Regions from separate parts of the Bicyclus anynana genome. Here region 1 is linked to region 2. Evidence: chromatin contacts called from public Hi-C data. All regions are on one chromosome and are shown on one strand. The core of a region is the stretch at or near the end of the contact, and the rest is flanking DNA. Distances in the headings are between cores, read along the strand shown.

The links. A called contact is a pair of places that touch in the nucleus more often than the background predicts.
Region 1: a contact with region 2 is called in a Hi-C map of whole larva, with 2.7 times the contacts expected there. The contact joins two enhancer-like sites. A contact is called at or near these places in 2 of 2 Hi-C or Micro-C datasets (whole body and whole larva).

Annotation. Positions count from the first base shown.
Region 1 is chr11:1,012,548-1,015,316 of ilBicAnyn1.1, forward strand. The region is part of intron 1 of LOC112046562 (myosin heavy chain, non-muscle); the gene reads left to right. Among protein-coding and RNA genes, the nearest start is that of LOC112046565, 44 kb to the right of the region's middle. Within about 2 kb of position 1,519, at least 5 of the 8 cell types and tissues checked have open chromatin away from gene starts, as enhancers often do.
Region 2 is chr11:971,872-974,571 of ilBicAnyn1.1, forward strand. All of the region lies in intron 1 of LOC112046562 (myosin heavy chain, non-muscle), which reads left to right. Among protein-coding and RNA genes, the nearest start is that of LOC112046562, 14 kb to the left of the region's middle. Within about 2 kb of position 1,255, at least 8 of the 8 cell types and tissues checked have open chromatin away from gene starts, as enhancers often do.

The DNA of each region.
Region 1 (2,769 bases), core at 269-2,768, 41 kb after region 2:
GTTTTCACTTTTGGGTAATCTGGGCGACAGACAAATCCAAATGGGAAAAATAACTTGCATTAGTTAATGATAATATTTATTCATACATGTAATATTATGTAATTACTACGTGAAACTTTTAGTCGATAGTCCAAGTCGCCAGTGTGGTGTAGACGGTAGCTTGTCGACGTTTTCCCTCTGTTTATTTTCCGTTGCTACTTCAATTTGTTGTTGTTGATTGTGGTGCAGTTTTTTAGCGGGTATAATATCGATACGTGGTAAAATTACTTTTGTCAAAATTATAGCTTTCGGATTTGACATAAAAGCATACTTTTCATTAAATGGAGCCAAGGGTGGTCATCTATGCAGAAAAAATTATTAACGTTTAATTTTTTTTTATCAGGTATGCCGGTTATGATCATGTAAAAGCTCTGTTAAGGTGACTCTCATTAACATTCTTTTAAAAACCCCGTCTGAATAGGTCCTTCCGTTTAGTAGCCACGAGGTCACATAGTTGTCACAAATCTGTCAGAAGCAGCCTTACTTTCGAAGGGGTACAAGTTTAACTAAACTGACGCGAGTTGGGAATCAAACCCCGGACACACTACAAAATGCACCACAGAGGTCGTCATAAGATGCCAATGAAGCAAAAACGCAGCAGAAACTTACTTACAAATGACTGCTTGTTTAGTTACAATCAACAATTCACACTCTCACGTAACACGTTACTATCCGCGCGCTCGCTGACTCAGCAGGAAACAATTATGCACGCTCCGTATTCTAGGACGTGTCGGATATTAGCCGCATTGGCATTTCTGCGCCTCATTATAACTCTGCGATGGATTCTTAGATGCACATTTGCATTGAAACCTTGCAATAGGCGCCATACATGACTCAGTTTCATGGAAGCAATGTGCTTTGTTTTCTTCTGCACACAAGAGAAGATGACTTTAAAATTGTAACAGATATATATTTTTTAAGAGAAACTGCGCAATTCCTAGTTCCTCGGTAGAATCAGCTTGTATGGAAATCTACTTGAAATAGACAATGCGTTGTCCTGTAAGGTTAAGGCACAGTAGTGGTTAAGGTGTTGAGTCTTAATATGTGTCTGTAATTTTACTTTCAACCGAAACACAGTAATGCTGATGGTAGAATAAATAACTGGGTAAACTCGTTGGTTTTTTTGTTGGTTGTAGATTCGAGTATTGGGTTAATCCGACTAAGAAAGAGAGAAGACTAAAACGATTTTAATAATAAACTCCTTTCTTTCCTCTTTCCACTTTGAAATTGAAGATGGATGTTTACTATTTTTATTATTATTTATTCATGTAAGAAATACAGTTACTCTTAACTGTTATCTATTGCGGAATGTTCTAATATTTATTTAACAGAAAAGTTAATCGCAGATCTGCCAATAGGTACGCCAGTAAGTATCGACTAATGAGTATTCTATGAATTTTTTGTCCGTTATGTGCCAAGGCCTTCTGCGATCACGACTCACTCGGTCGGTCTTGTTTTTCCAGATTTCTTAATGCTTTTACATAACGTGACTCATACGTTACATGTAACAATGGTGTACCGCATGGGCGTGGCCTTTGAGTTGTTGTCATTTTATCTGAGCTCAAAATATGTGGAGTTTTAATTATTCAATTACAGAATTATGGAGTTTTAAGTTTTTCTTCAATTTCTATTGAAGTTCCATAGTCGTATCTTGATCTGTTATTTGATCTCGATAAATATTTTCTGTGTTTGATGATACGAAAAGCGTAAAATTTGTAGCTGAAGTGGGTTTTCCGTAAAAAATCTCATATTTCACCGTCTACCGTTATGCTACAAAAAATAATAACATTCGTCTCTTGAGTTCCTAATAATCAGCTCATCATTCATCATTATCAACCCATATTTGGCTCACTGCTGAGCTCGAGTCTCCTCTCAGGATGAGAAGGAATAGGCCAATAGTCCACCACGCCAATGCGGATTGGCAGACTTCACGCACGCAGAGAATCGAGTAAATTCTCTGGTATGTAAGTTTCTTCATCATGTTTTTCCTTCGCCGTTCGAGACACGTGATATTTAATTTCTTAAAATGCACAGAATTATCAGCTCATGTCTCTATAATTCACAGTTTCCTCACAAGTTTTTATTTAGTATTCCTTTGGAATTGTTTTTCTTTTTTGTCATTTATTACATTAGTATTTATATCTGACTTAAGCCTGCATCAAGCGAGTCGCAGGGAATCGTTGAATGCAGCTGGCTCAAGACTAGTGTTTGGGTGTCTCTACAAAATGTCCTGCATTGACGTTGATGATGAGTTTTAATTCAGAAAACATTAATATTGTAATATTGATTGTTTAGTGCTGCTTTGCACTGTGATGAAGATGAAAATAAATCAAGGTTTTCACAAATCGAGTTCTTCAAAATATTCTGTATTACCATATTTTAAACGGCCATCATTACGTTTGCGGAGCGGAATTCCGACCTCGTGACTCATCACAAACGTGCCGGCGCCGCGCTTTTCTTTTGTGAACGCATATTTTGTTTAACAACTGTTTACACAATGGTCATACAGACGTTTCTGGGGTACTCGCCTCTGTGGATGTTTTCCTCTTTGGAGAATTTTCATAGATTCAACCGGCATTATTCTTCCTGTAAGGTACAGATGATGTAAATGATCTGGCAACTCACCCAATATTGATTGAAGAGGTTACCTATTTCGGCTTTGGATTAGTTACTGTTTAATTTGGTTCACATTCGCACGACAGCTTTTTTAACGGACGTTAAAAAGCGTTC
Region 2 (2,700 bases), core at 5-2,504:
ATATTGGAAAGTTCTCAATATATTCTCGTCCAAAATTCCTGAGTGCCTGTAGACGATAGTCTTCGAACAGTGCCTGTTGTCAGTTCTGACCTATGGTTAAGAGACTTGGTCGCTAACTGTGGACCTCATAAGAAGGCTCAGAGTCACACAGGGGGCGATGGAACGAGCTTTGCTCGGAGTTTCTCTGCTTGATCGAATTAGAAATTAGATAATCCGCAGAAGAACCAAAATCACCGACATAGCTCAACTAGTCGCGAAGCTGAAGTGCCAATGGGCGGGGCAAGTCCTAAGTTTTGTGTCTGAATTTCCAAGGTGCTGGAATGGCGACCCGGCACTGAAAAGCGCGGTGTCGGTCGACCCCTCATCAGATGGACTGCCGACAATAAGGGAGTAGAGATTTAACGAGCGAGCAGGTATTTGCTCGCAAGCGGCTCAGGATAGTGATGTTCTGCAGTGAACGTCTATCGGATGATATGATGATGATGATCAGGTAGGTCAGGGATGAGCCACAGTTGCCGCAGACGAAACTGATGGCATAATTCAGTTATACATAACATTGTTACACTATTTATTACATATTATAACGTGATTTACGAGTCGGAGTCGCCGTGTCGGGCGGCCGCGTAATTTTAACCTCCACAAACGACGTTGCGTAAACACTCGGCTCATTCAACTTTTCAGGGACAAATCTAATTTACGCGGTCATCATTGTGTTGCTAATTTCAGGGACAAATCTAGTTCGCGTGGGTATCGTAATATAGTTGCTAATGTCAGGGTTTGATCTGGTTTACGTGGCTCAATTTGTTTTGTTGCTAATTTCAGTTAGAAAGCTGATTTAACTTTCTATATGCATCATCGAGTTACTTATAGGGGTAAATGTTATTTACGGTCGAATTGAGAAACCTCCTCCTTTTTTTGAAGTCGGTTAAAAATAATTATTGATATTTTGCTATCTTTGACTAAAAAACGACAAATCCAAACGCAACCGACAAATATCGAAAGCGATTAAACATTATAGTCAAATTACAATTAAACATTATAGTCAAATCTCATAAAGGATGCTCCGGTTTTGTGGTGTAATGTATTTATTGTTCATAATGAACTTCCGCAAAGTAAAACCTGCTTCTGTTCTGTAGAATTTGAGTTTCTTAGTTTTATACAAGTAATTTCGCGTATGTGACAAGTAAGGACTAAACAAAGTATACGTCGAGGTACCAGGGCGGCAGAGCGCCTGTGGAGGTTAAACGCGGCGCATATATTCGCGTGGGCAGCCCCCCGCGCCCCGCACCCCGCGCCCGCGCCGCCGGGTCGACGACCGGCGCGGCCGATTCGGCCGACGGAACGCCTCACCTTGACATTCATCTCAAGAGTCGAGTACGTTTTGACCAAACGCTTCAAATTAAATTCTAAGAGCTCCCGCAGATAGGCAATTGTTTGTTGGCCAACGAAATCGTTGAGTATTCTTCTTCTTACTCGTGCATTCTTGGTAACAGATGTGGGTGCTACGATGCGTAGTGCCACTTTTGGCTGGTGGTCGGCTTTTGTGTTTTGGGTTTCCGCCGTTGAGTACACAAGATAACTACGTGTTGACATATACTAGCCCGTATATTTTCTCCAACTAAATCGTACAACTATAAACTAATTAGGCAGACGCCGATCGTATCAGAATCATATTTGATTTAATTGCACAATTAAAAGGTTGTTCTGACCAAATTGTAAAAGACTCCAATTTAGTCGTTCGATAGTCGGTCTTAGTTACAATTGAAAGTCTGTGGGAGCTCTTAGAGCTCATGACCATACACAGAGTTCAGAGTTCAGACTCGAGTTTACTATTCTCGTACTCGCGATCTTTAAAGCACTTAACTTGGCCATAACACGGGACAATGCCAAGTGTTATTTCAACCTGATTATATGGTTATTATCTTATTCAATGCCAGTCACTTTATCGAACTCATAAATCTTATATGCGATTGTAAGTTTATTGGTTTGTTACATACTTATAGCTCAATTGATAAACCGATGGCTTTAGAGATCGATTAGGTTATGGAGAAGTTCGTAGGATTAAAAAAACTCAGAAATCAAAGGCGTTCATTGCTAATTCATAAATGCAAAGCTTACTTAAGTTTAACCACATAGAGAAATAGAACTACCATAAATTTAGGTAATTAACCTTCAAGTCCAATGGATCTAAACAAACTCTTAGTCGTATTATAATAGACATCATTAACTTAGATATCAGATAAAATCCTTTGTAACGTTACGTTTGTCTGTTTGTATATTACTACCACCGTTCTGAAGGTTTACTAAAAAAGCCGACAAGAATTGGCTCCTGAAAAATCGCGTGTTAATAGTTTTTAATTTTTGATATAGGTTGAAATGTAAGTCCTAAAACTCATTTTCAACAGGACTCCATATTCTACAAAAACAAAAGATAAGTGTGACGCCCGCGACGTGAGAATAATAATGATTCCATTTCCAAACCCCTATGGTGAACGCACGTTCATGGTTGTAAACTTGCAACATTGTATTGAAAATGAGTCACAGTTCACAATAAATACGCTATCATGATAGTGTTGAGGAAAATGATGCTACATTTTGGCGTTCAATTACCTACGTAACTTCTAGTTTTAGTAGACTTTGATAAAGCTCGCCTACAGTCATGTTTGTATCCGCTGTTCAGCAACATCGCTGTTCTAGCGA